Regions from separate parts of the Sus scrofa genome. Here region 2 is linked to region 1. A link is a contact called in public HiChIP or PLAC-seq data. All regions are on one chromosome and are shown on one strand. The core of a region is the stretch at or near the end of the contact, and the rest is flanking DNA. Distances in the headings are between cores, read along the strand shown. Region 1 has its middle 16 kb from the start of CALM1. Region 2 overlaps C7H14orf159 (UPF0317 protein C14orf159 homolog, mitochondrial).

Region 1 (6,227 bases), core at 3,367-5,866:
CCAAGGGGAACACAAAGTAAACCAATGGTTCTTGAAGCTCTTCTTATTGCTACTTTTGGGGAGATGAGAAGAGGGGAGCAGGTTGCTGACTTGACCAGAGTATAGGAAAATCACTCCTCCAGTGCCCTGAAACCATTAAATATCTTTAAGCAGATACTTGCTCAATGTCTTTCACCTGAAGGCAAATGCCTTGAAAACTTTTAGTTCACTTTTGGGAAACATGCCCAATGGGAATACTTGGAAGCCTAACTTGTAAACCTCCCAGCCATCGCCGTTAGCACTTTTCCTCTGTGAGATTTCTAAGGAGTCTAACTAAAAGGTCAAGCCCAACAAGTATATAGATAGATACCCTCTCCTCATTTTGGTATTACATGTTTCCATAAAGTTAGGCAAAACTGTAGCAACATATTTTGCTTACTGCTATCTTATTTAATATGGAAAAATATTTAGGAGACACATGATGAGAACTAATATTGGAGAAGACAGTACAGGAATTTAGCCCAACCACAGTGATATGTGTTGCTTTTTTATTCTTCTCCTCAAATTTAGGTACACAAAATACTACAACTTAAGAGTATCATTCCTTGGATCTTCTCTATTCTACTAACACGTTCACATTAAGACTAATTCATGGAACAACTACTGCAGACAGCAAATGGGTTCAACGTCCAGCTCTGCCACCAGAGGTGAAGCTGGACAAGTTATTTTTCCTAACCTTAAATTTTCTTTTTGAGAAGATGTGAATAGGGTTTTTGTGAGCTATAAGTGAGATACAAGATATTGCACAGCGCTTTGTAAGCACTCAATACATATTTGCCGTTATTCGTGTTATTGCTTTAATCAGTCTCCCTGTCCACAGTCTAAACTTCCCACTTTGCTGCCACATAATTATTCTTAACTCACCTTTGATTTTGTCAGTCTCTTGTCAAAACTCTTCAGTGGATTCCATGCATGCAGGATAGTCTTATCTTCTGGTCTGGAATATGTGGGTATTGCCTATCTAGCCTTAACCAATCTGCCAGCAGTCTGTCTCCCATGAGGCCCCTTAATAACAAACTAAACGTCTTCCCCTTCCCCAACATATCCTGCTCCTTTCAGCTTGGTTGCTTTGTTCCTGGTATTCCCTCTGTGTGGAATGCCTTCCCTATGCACATCCATATAAGTCACTGATCCTCTAAGCTAGCTCAATGCCACCTCCTCCACAAAGCTTTCTCTGATCACTTTAGCAAAATCAGTTTTCCCTCTGGGCTTTGGAAATACTTGTTTTCTTCTACTTTGAAAAAAATGTGCATATTATCTCCCAACCCAAAATATAACTCCTTTAAAAACCAAGGTCCAAATCAGTTTTATTTCATATCCCCATGGACCCTAAATACAGGGCCACAGTCACAACAAATACATACTTGACAAACATTTATGGAATGAATAATCAAATACTCATAATAAAAGTAGAATGTGGTAACAGAAAAGGGTGAAATAAAGCACTGAGGAGCCCAGTGGAGGAAGAGGTTATCATAGCTGACTTTGCACTTGAGCTAAGTTTTTAAGGATGTTAGAGCTTTATTTTGCAGAGATGATGGAAATCAGAAATCTAGGCCTAGAGAGCAATGTGAATAAGAGATGGAGGTGTTCCCTTGTGGCACACTGGGTTAGGGATCCAGCATTGTCACTGCAGTAGCCATAATCGCTGCTGTGTCCCTGGCTCAGGTACTTCCACGTTAAACAGCTCATGCGGCTGAAATTTAGGAGATGCAAAAGATAGCAGGTTATTAGGACTGAAAGGCCATATTATGGAGGGGCCTGAAGGAATTCCTAAGGAATCTGGACTTAATCCTAGAGACCATAGGAAGCCATGGGAGGTCTGAAGAGGGAAATTATATAGTCACTTGTGTGCTTTGGAAAAACTACTCCACCAGCTGGGCATAAGGCAGAACAACTTTTGCAATAGTTAGGATAACAGTCTCAGTGTCTTGAACTATGGTGGTGGCATATAATGGTGAAAGAACATAAAAAAGTTTAGAGTGGGGAATTCCAATTGCGGCGCAGTGGAAAGAAATCTGACTAGGAACCATTAGGTTGCAGGTTTGGTCCCTGGCCTCACTCAGTGGGTTGAGGATCTGGCATTGCTGTGAGCTGTGGTGTAGGTTGCAGACTTGGCTCAGATCTGATGTTGCTGTGGCTGAGGCGTAGGCTGGTGGCTCCGATTGGACCTCTAGCCTTGGAACCCCTATGTGCCGAGAATGTGGCCCTAAAAGGCAAAAAAAAAAAAAAAAAAAAGTTCAGGGTGGAAAGAGTACTACAACAGGGCAACGGAGGAGTGAGCTTCTGAATCTGGTCTATATGGAGGCAGTTTAGGTCCACGAACTTAGATGGAAAAGTAGAACAACTATTTTCACTAACTTCTACGTGAAATGTAGCATGCTTTCAATTATGAACATGGCAATGAACCACAGTAGAATTAGGCTTCATCAGACTGGCAAAGGGGTCCATGGTGTTAAAAAGAACTTCTGCACTCAAAAGTGACTAATACTTCAGGAGAGCCCTTACCAGAGATAAAGACTGGAATTGAGTAAGAACCTTTAAAAACATAAAACATGAAAAGCAAAACCCTGAGAGGGGACTGAGAGAAGGAACAATAGCTAAAATTATGTTTGACTCTGGACATGCCAAGTTTCAGGTGTCAGCTCAGACTTATCTTACACAAGGACATCTGTTTTCTTGTGCTCAGTAACCCGTGTCCTCACAGATCCTAGAGAAACCTAACCACCTCTATATAGTTGGAATCTTCATTTCCCATTCTGTTCACTCTCCCATCTTGTGGCACTGAAAACAATCCAAGGGTGATCAAATGTCCTAGTTTGCCTGGGACAGAGGGGCTTTCTAGGACATGGGCCTTTGATGCTAAAACCAGGAAAGACCAAGGCAAACTGTGATGAGCTAGTCACCCTAAGGGCCCTCAAATCTGGCACTGCATGCTAACAAGGCTATATTAATACTATGCCTTCCCTAAGGGGAAAACAAACAAAACAAACAAAAAAAAAACCCTAAGCCATTCAAAGTTTATTTTGGATCTGAGTTTGTCCATCTGTTCCCCTCACAAAGCAGAAAATCCTGAAGGAAAATCTTCCTCTCACAAGGTCAGATAGTTATGGGCCCTCAATAAATGCTTTAGTAACTGATTATCACTATGTCAGTCGTTCTACAATTTCCACAGACCTGGCACATTCTCATCTCCTGCAATCTTCACAAGGACTGTGAGACAGATTTAATTCTCTTCATGTTACAGAAGAAACCAAGGCTCCAGAAGATTTAGTCCTTTGCTCTACCTCACCGCAGCAAGCAAAGTGGCCAACTCCCAGCACTGCAGCTGCCAAAGAACACTGAATTACTGGGTGTTCCAGAGAGGCACGAGTGGTTGTTGCTATACGGAGATTATGCAAAGCTGCAATTGTCTTTTGCAACGTCCCTGAACTCAGTGCTCTGGCATCATACTGAGACACAGTAAAAGGGAGCGTTAGTTTTAGGCAGGAGGCACTCTAAGGTAAAGTGATGCTTTGCCTACGGGAAAACGCATGAGACAGTGATTAAATGTTCAAAATCAGTGCCATTAGCTAAGACTAGCAACAACTTACAAATAAAATTGTCTGGTAAATGGTACCACACCACGCTCCCACATGGCAGCACCTAATCAGAAAACCTATACAAAGCTGTGGCTGCACCTGCCATATTCGTCAATAGAAGAGTCAGTACAGACCCACGTGTGCCTGTAAAGATCAATCCAGGAATCTTGGACGGGGAAGGGAACTGCGAAAGCCAGGATACACGAACCCGGGTCGTCAATTACTAAGGCTTCACACAAGGGAGAGGCCTGGCTGCGCTGGGTTTATTGGCCCTATAATTCACTACCTCTCCCTGTGGCCATAGCAACACCCACACCAAGGCAGCTCCAGAATTCACCTTTGGATAGCCACGCTCCACCGAATTTGCACCTACGCAGCTCAAATAAAACCATCAGACATCATCTCCCGAAAACAAGACAACCATGGCTTATTTCCACTCCCCCAGCTCTAATTCACCCAGGAAACACATATATTTTTTTTTTCTTTCACTCATATATACGGAAGGTAACCCTGAACAACCATCACTTTTGGAACAGTAAAACATAATATGAGGACCCCCCCCTTCTCAGAGGGGGGTGAACATCGGAGATGAAAGCGGGATCCACACCCAAACACACGACGAGTCGCCTAAAATGGCAACTAAACTGACAGGATCAAAATAATTTCAGCCAACGTCTGCTATCATGTCTGTCTAGCAAGCTCCGCTTGGCCCCTGCAGGCCACTGTCTCCGGAGCCGAGAAAGTTCCCTAGGCGGTTGTGGGATTTACAGCTCTGAAAAACAAAAACCGCATTCCCTGCAGGCGGGACCGCGCACAGCGCGAGCAACAACCATGACGTATTCGGAGGAGCTTTCCAGAACTGCCTTCCAGCCCGAGCAAAAGCCCAGGAAGCCAACCTCCCCTTTGCTTCTAGAAATGGAGAGGAGTCAAATCACCCTCCCTGCGCCCGCCGACAGAACGCAGACCCAGCGGTTTTCGGGAAGCGCCGCCTAAACCTCCTGTCAGACCCCCTCCTTCCTGGGTGGCCACTCTGCCCTGAGCCGCGAGCCCTCGAATCCTACCCCACCACCTCCCTGGGACCTGAGCAAAAACGAAACAACCCACCACCATAGAAAAAGGGAACAGAAACCCCCAGCAAAACTTCTGTCGCAGAGCCTATTTCCACTGTCCCCAAAAGCTCCACGAAAAACCCCCTGCGTCCCAGCCGTCCGCGGTGCCTCTAGTAAAGATGGCGGCCATAGGCGGAGCCGCTCCCTCCCGAAAGCAGCCTGCTGACCCTCCTCCAGCCACGGCCATTCACGCGGGGTCCTCCACGCCCACCGCGGCTTGACGCATTGCAGGTGCGGAGCGGCCAATCAGGCGTCTCGACTCTTTCCGGCCAACGACTGCAGGGTCGCGCTGGCCAATCAGAGCGCCCTTGTCAAACTGAAGGAGGAAAGCAGCCTCGGCAGCGCCAACTAAGCAACCGGCTCCAGAGCTGCGCGTTTGGGGCGTGTGAAAGAGGACTGCCTGTGTTCCTCCGCCGGGAGATGTAGTGCCCTCGCCCGCGCCGCGCCCCGCCCCGCCCTGCCCGCCCGCGCGTACTTGAAAGGCTTAGGCGAGAGGCGCTCAGGTTCTCTTCCCGCTGGAGCGTCGCGAGACACGGAGTTTTCCTAGAAACAAGCCTAAATCCCTTTGCCAGGCTCGTGGCCCTCCGAGGGGCGATCGGAAACCACCCTCGCCCTCCCCCCTAGCTCATTGAGGCCGCGTTCGCGTTTACGCGGCACCTTGTGTGATAATAGCAGCCACCGGAGCGATAAGAAGAAAACCTCGCCTTATCTCGAAACCCCAACTCGATCTGCCTCCGAGGCGACCCTTCCTGTTTACTACGAGCCGAGGCCCGGCCGCCCGAAAGCACCGTCGTGGGCACTTTTGTTTCAGAAGGGCCGGTTTCCATTTCCCTCCTGTGATTTCCTTATCTCGTCCCCGCGGGCTCGGGTTTTCCGCTGTGTCTGCATAGAAGGGGCCGAGGGGATGGACCAGGAGCCGGCCTGGGGGGCATGGGACGGACGAGGGTAGATTAACAGACTGTAGCCTGAGAACCGACGGTTAGCTCCTCAGTAAACCGAGGGGGCATTCTTCGGTGCCGAGGATAGGCTCTCCTAGATAGAGGAGAAGGCTTAATAAAATCACCTGTCAAACGAGCCAGATCTGGTACCACAGTCTGCATACCTCTGATCCCTCATTACACAGTGAACAGTCTGAGACCCGGGAAGATCAGTTGACACCCCTGCAGTCACATAGCAGTTGAGGAGCAGAGCACAGAATAGAATCTAGGTTGTCTGTGTCTCAAGCCAGTGTTTTTATGCTCTAGTAACACCCCATCTTCTGGAGCTGATGCTGTGAGATGGCTCAAGCATTTGGGGAACTTTGCTGTATAACTGAAGGAAGGTCTAGGAACTAAAGCAACTAAGTTTTCCCTGAACGTAATTTTCAGTGTCCTGCAGAAAAAGGAGCAGAGATGAAATGTTAGTTGGTTAATTCTCACTGCTACAAGAATCTAGCTAAGAAAATGAAACCCTGTGGATTTCTAGAACTGCCATTTTATTTAAATGTGATTTTATCCTC
Region 2 (6,327 bases), core at 1,053-3,552, 690 kb after region 1:
GCTCCGAGGTTTTAATCCAGCCACAGCCTGTCTGTCGCGAGGAGAGAACCAGATCCCTCCTTCTCTGACCCCTGCCGGGACACTCCTGGGAAGTCTGAGAATTTACTCGGCCGGGTGGAGGGTCAGCCAGTGTCAACAGCCTGGCCCGGGGTTCTTTGGGGACTCAGATTGGTGATTTTGTCTAGGGCTCCGGAACAGTTCTGCAGTCCTGCTTGCTTTGGGCTCCTGCCAGTGGGGCCTGATCTGCCTCTGCTCTGACACAGGCTGCCCACAGTGTGTGCTGCTTTTCGTGTGTGAAGTAGTGTCTGAGGAACCTTCTGGAAGGTGGGGCAGGGCGGGGCAGAACCGCAGGGCAGGGCTGGCCTGGAACACGCCACTGTTTGGGGCAGGTAGGAGCCGGGAGGGCTGGCGGCCCATCGTGTGCAGATGCAGAAATGAGGCTTGAAAGAGAGAGGGACTTGCCACAGTGCCAGAAGCAGCCTGGAAACCAGGGCTCCTGGCTCCCACCTATAAAATGCCTATCAAATTCCCATTGTGGCGCAGTGGCAACAAACCCAACTAGTATCCAAGGGTATGCAGGTTCAATCCCTGCACCCGCCCCCTCAGTGGGTTAAGGATCTGGTGTTGCCATGAGCTGTGGTGTAGGCCGAAGATGCAGCTCAGATCTGGCGTTGCTGTGGCTCTGGCGTTGGCCGGGGGCTACAGCTCCAGTTTGACCCCAGCCTGGGAACCTCCATATGCTGCAGGTGTGGCTTTAAAAAGCAAAATCAATAAATAAATAAAATAAAATAAACGCTGAGAGCGGAGGAGGGGTGACAATTACAGGATATATGATACATGGCACAGAGGTGCCTGGCACTGCCCACAGTAAGTGCTCTGCAGAGCCCTGTGGCCACACCTCGCTGCCCCCCAGGGTTCCCAGATAGCTTCTTCTCAGACACTGGTGCCTCTGCCCACCGGTCCTGGGAGAAATGGCCAGGCAGTGTCTTGGACTCAGCTGGGGGCCCTGGGGAGGTGAGGTGGGCCCTCGGGAGGAGGCCCTCAGCCTCGGGGCGCCCTGCCAGTCTCCTGGGAGCCTCCAGGGCATGTGCCCCTTCCCAAGAGCTGTTATTTGGGCACAAACTGGCAGGCACACCAAGCTTTCATCCTGTGGCTGACAGGGTGCTAACAGCAAGCCCTTCAGGCAGCTGCCAAGACTGTCCCAGCCGATTATCCTCCTGGCAGGTCCTCAGTGTCTCATAAGCCCCGCTACGGGGTCCAGAAACCGTCCAGGGGAGAAAAAACAACACCACCAGTGACAGTCACACGGGTCGTCCTGGGTGGCTTCTCCGGAGGCAGGAGGCATGAGCAGGGCCCAGTGGGGTCTGGGACCCTCTGCCTCTGATTCTCCTAGAGATCCTCGCTTGTGGTTCACAGGCGCCTTGAGGTTTGTGGAGAAAATTCAGAGGGTCCGTGGAATCCACTGGGGAAAAATTTACATTTGAATTTTCATAGCCTCACAGTGAAATTGAGCATTTCCTTCTGGCATGAAGGCAGGGAAGAAGCTGTGACGTGTCAGCAGACCCGGGGACTTCGTGGCTGCCCAAAGAAAGCACAGATGTTTTCATGTCACACTGCGGTCCTTCCTGAAATCTCAAAATTACCCCATATGTCCATCACCGCTTCAAAATTCCAGCGGTGGGCCTGCCATCTTGTTCCTTGAGCTGTTAATGAAGAAACATCACCTAACATGTTCCCCCCATAATTTGATAACTGCATTTCCAGCATGATTGGTTTCTTTTGTAATCCTCTGCATTTCCTTTTGTGCAGTTAAAAATACTCCTTCTAGGGAGTTCCCTTGTGGTGCAGCACATTAGGGCTCTGGCATTGTCACTGCAGCAGCTTGGGTCACTGCTGTGGCATGGGTTCGATCCCTGGCCCAGGAACTTCATATGCTGCAGGTGAGACCGAAGGAAAAAAAAAAAAAGGCAAAAAACTACTACTTCTACACAGGTTTACGGCTGCCCCAGACGACCAGAGGCACCTGCAAAGTTAAGATTCTCAGTTTTAGACCAATAATCCCCAGCAAACATCCTGATCTCTGTCACCTAAAAGTAGAAGCTGCATTTTTATAATAGCTACTTGGACCTCTGTCTTCATTCAGCTGCCTTGAACTCTTGGTGCTCAGGGCTTCGACCTGGGCCGATTCTGTTTTTTAGAAACAAAAACAAAAACACGAAAAGAGTTTTCACTTGATTTCTCGGCAGAGAGCTGGGCCTTGCGCCACATCACTGGCCTTTGCCGCCCCCTGGTGGTCATAGTGAGGCATGTTCCCAAGGACAAGCTGGAAAGGCTGGTGCAGGCCAGTTGCTCAGTGCGGGTGGTGCAAGGACAACCAATTCACATCCATGACCCAGGTCAGGGTCCACTCTCATTCATGATTCTGACAGCTGCATTGGACTTCTTCCCAAGAAGACAGGAACTTGCTATGTTCCTGAGTTCCTCTGACTTGTCTCATCTTTCCCAGGAGCCCTGGGGTGAAGGCCCTGGACAAGACAGATTCCTGCAGCAGTCAGTACCAGGGCTGGGTTTGCAGATGCCCTTCAGTTTTGAAGGTGATGTCCTTGACGGAACTGCTAGCCTCGCCCATTAGCCCCTGTGACACTTGGGGTGAACCCTGGGGTGGGGGAAGCAGGTGGTGGAGGATGTCAGCAGAGCTATTTGTCTTGAGATCTGAAATCATAGCAACCACTAATCTAGGCTATTGTTCAGCAGCATATTTGGGCAGGGGACGGCTTCCTTCCAAGTGTTAACTGGAACTGAAATCCTTTGATCCCCAGTGTATTCACTCAGCCTGACAGTGAGTGAGCAGATCCAAGCGTGGAAGCTGCCCAGGCCTCTTGGAGGCTCTCAGAGGCCTGATGGGAGCTTGGGATTGGGCCTTGGGGGAGAGTCAGGGTTGAGCATAACGGAACATGCTCAGCTGCATAACAAACTTTGACAAAGCCCAGCATTCTGCAAAAATGCAATCAGCACTTGCCACGTTTCATAGAAAGATGGTCCAGGACCACCCAAAGCCGAATGTCTGCTGAGTTTCTTTTTTTTTTTTTTTTTTTGCTATTTCTTGGGCCGCTTCTGCGGCATGTGGAGATTCCCAGGCTAGGGGTCTAATCGGAGCCATAGCCACCAGCCTACGCCAGAGCCACAGCAACGCAGGATCCGAGCCACGTCTGCAACCTACACCACAGCTCACAGCAACGCCGGATCGTTAACCCACTGAGCAAGGGCAGGGACCGAACCCGCAACCTCATGGTTCCTAGTCGGATTTGTTAACCACTGCGCCACAACGGGAACTCCATGAGTTGTTATATCTTTAGTGGGATCGATTGGACCCGATCGATACATTTCTCTCCGCCATCTTCGCGGGTGCGCTGACAGCTGGCCAGGTGCAGGGATGCTGCTGGTGGTCAAACAGAGTTTTTGCCTGGGTTGTGTGACCCAGTCTGTACCAAGATAAACTCAAAATCACTGGCTTTGTCAGCAATCTGTACAATGACGACATTGGGCTAAATGTCCCCAAGTCCCCTCCAGCAATCACACCAGGCGTCTGAGGTTCCATGCTTGGAAACGATGCCACTCAGAATGGAAGTCAGCAAGCATCCTGAGGGGGTTAAAATCCAGATTCTGGGTCTCCTCCCCGTCCTTCTCCAATACAGTTTGCAGCAGGCCTGTGGCTAGAGGTCCTGTTGGAGAAGGAACCACAAACTACTCAGTGTGTTCAAATCAGATGCTACCAGCCAGTGCAGGACCCGGTGGGACTCTCTTTTTCCACCTGCAGAACCATTGTGCATCAAAGATCTTTCCAGATCTGACTTCAGGGAGCCTGTGGTGTGTCAGCCCCGGGATGTTCCAGTGTTCTGGCCTTCTCGGCTGATCAGACTCCAAGCTGTCAGCGGCTGCAGTACGTCTGGGTTTAAGGGGCCAGTTACTCTGACCTGGGATGGAATCAGGTCCATCTCTAGTTCCTGAATGCATAGGCTTGTGGCGCAGTGACTTGGGGAAGAAAGTCATGAAACAGCCCCCAGGGAAGGTCTCTGTGACATCTTCCTTATCATCCCAGTGCTGGGTCTCCCCAGAGCAGCTGCCTTTCAGGTCGAATATGTTTTGCTTGTTTTGTTTTTTCTTTTTAGGGCTGCACCCACGGCATATTCAGAGTTGTAGCTGCTGGCCTACCCACAGCCACAGCAACGCAGGATCCGAGCCAAGTCTACAACCTACACCACAGTTCATGGCAAACCAGATCCTTAGCCCACTGAACAAGGCCAGGGATCGAACCTGCATCCTCATGGATGCTAGTCAGATACCTTAACCGCTAAGCCACAGTGGGAACTCCCAGGTCAAATATGTTTTGATTAAATCTATTTCTGTCTGCGGAAGGCTCACCACCCATTCTAAGAGAAGGGTCAATGTTTTGCTTGACTTTGGAGACATTCTGGAAGTTGGTGGGGCTTTGAAAGCAAAGGTAAAGGCAAGCAACTCAACTAAACAAAGCGATTTTTTTGCAAGGTATTTGAAAGCAATACTGTCAGTTCATTTTTTCCAAGGCCGAGGGTGATATTACAATAAGACGACACACGAGGGCGCCCTAACTGGTTCACAGTAAAGTAGGGATGGGACAGAAACAACAACAAAAAATAGCAGTTGCAGACCACTGTCCTAGACAGAGGAAAATTCTAGCCAGGTCAGCCTGGCTTGCACTACAAATAATAAGATGTGCTACTTTCCATTTATTTTTAAAGCATTCTTGAGAGTTGAGCTATCATAAGAGCCTCCTGATAGTGGAAGATTATCTCTAATATGGTCCTGAGACAAAAACGCCAAGATCCGTGGGATTCTGTTCATTCATTTATTGCAGATCAATGTTGGGGGAACCTACTTTGTGCCCAGATCTTAGGAATCAAATGCTGCAGGAGACACGACGCAGATGTCAGGGAGCTTGCGGTCATTTCCGAGTGTCTGTGCTCAGCTGTATACACGCTCCCGCACATCCGCGCGGGAAATATCCTCCCGCGCGGTGGGTGGTCTCAGCCCTCTCCCGCCGCCGCCGGCCAGGGGGTCGCCTTGCAGAGGAGATCTCACTGCTGCCCGGCCCCAGCCCGCCTTAGCGCTTCAGTCCTGACCTGCAATAGCGTATTTGATTGTAAATGAGAACGAATGCCCTCCCTGGCCAGGGACCTTGAATCTTTCTCGTTTACAAACTCATGCTCGGATTTCAACATCTAAACTTCTACTAGCAATAGATGAATTGCTGCTGCTGTCACAGCTGCTGGGGCAAAACCCCAGGGCACGCTGGGAGCTGACTGTGCTAATGCGTGTGGCTTGAGAGTGACCCGTTTTAGGTTCTGTCCAAAACACAGAAAAACAAAGACTGCCATCATCAAAAATCCCTAGTTCTTCCCCTTTATATCACGTGGAAAGTTAAGTTAGAATGCTTGACACTTCTGTCAAGGAGGTTTTCCTTCTGAAGAGTTGGCTGACTTTGGCTTTCTATTAGATCTGAGGAATGGTCCTGTTTTCTGTGAAATCCAAGATGCTATTTGCTCAATTCGCATCTACATTTATGGAGCACCTATTGTGTGCATCTGTGAGATGAATAAGCAGTGGTCCTGCGTCTCTGAGAACGTACAGCTGAGTGGGGTTAGAGTCCTCAAGGATAATGACACTGATAAGCAGAAGGTCTAGTTAAGTTACGGTGAAGATGAAGCACCTGAAAGGCCAGGCAAAAGAATGAATAAGATACAGCACCTGGCTCAGTGATGCCAACCATCACTTACTTACCCAGGGCTTACATTGGACCAGGCACTTTGCTTAAACACTTTTCCCCCCTTTTTATGACTGCACCTGTGGCATATGGACGTTCCCAGGCTAGGAGTTGAATCAGGGCCACAGCTGAGGGCTACACCACAGCCTCAGCAATGCCGGATTCAAGCCGCATCTGTGACTGATGCTGCAGCTTGAGGCAATGCCGGATATTTAACCAGGAGAGTGAGGGCAGGAATTGAACCTGCATCTCACACAGACAACGTCAGGTCCTTCACTCACTGAGCCACAACAGGAACTCCTGCTCAAGCTCTTTTATGTGCATTTTCCAGGTCAGCTCTGATAACAATCATATGAGCCATTATCCTTACTTTAGAGTTGAGGAAACAAGTTTAGCGAGGATAACGTCACATCTCAAGCTCAAGTGTGTTTGCCGTGCTGAAGCCGTGCTCTTGATAATGATGCTACAGTGCCTCACATTGCCTGGAATCTAGCAAGGGAGGGTTTTTAAAAGAACAAAATTAGCAT

What was found. HiChIP or PLAC-seq counts read pairs in DNA pulled down with a chosen protein or histone mark.
Region 2: a contact with region 1 is called in an H3K27ac HiChIP or PLAC-seq map of skeletal muscle, with 4 times the contacts expected there. The contact joins two enhancer-like sites. A contact is called at or near these places in 2 of 47 Hi-C or Micro-C datasets (fetal heart ventricle and heart right ventricle) and 2 of 2 datasets of contacts at active chromatin or transcription factors (alveolar macrophages and skeletal muscle).

What each region holds. Positions count from the first base shown.
Region 1 is chr7:112,142,070-112,148,296 of Sscrofa11.1, forward strand. No RefSeq gene overlaps it. Among named protein-coding and RNA genes, the nearest start is that of CALM1, 16 kb to the right of the region's middle. Within about 2 kb of position 4,617, at least 83 of the 83 cell types and tissues checked have an H3K27ac peak or open chromatin away from gene starts, as enhancers often do. A contact at or near this core is called in skeletal muscle, where this site is marked.
Region 2 is chr7:112,838,354-112,844,680 of Sscrofa11.1, forward strand. C7H14orf159 (UPF0317 protein C14orf159 homolog, mitochondrial) reads left to right here. Exons shown (of 20, transcript XM_021100082.1): 8 at 1,225-1,357; 9 at 2,159-2,396; 10 at 3,818-4,000; 11 at 5,006-5,169; 12 at 6,132-6,223. Among named protein-coding and RNA genes, the nearest start is that of GPR68, 63 kb to the right of the region's middle. Within about 2 kb of position 2,303, at least 17 of the 83 cell types and tissues checked have an H3K27ac peak or open chromatin away from gene starts, as enhancers often do. A contact at or near this core is called in skeletal muscle, where this site is marked.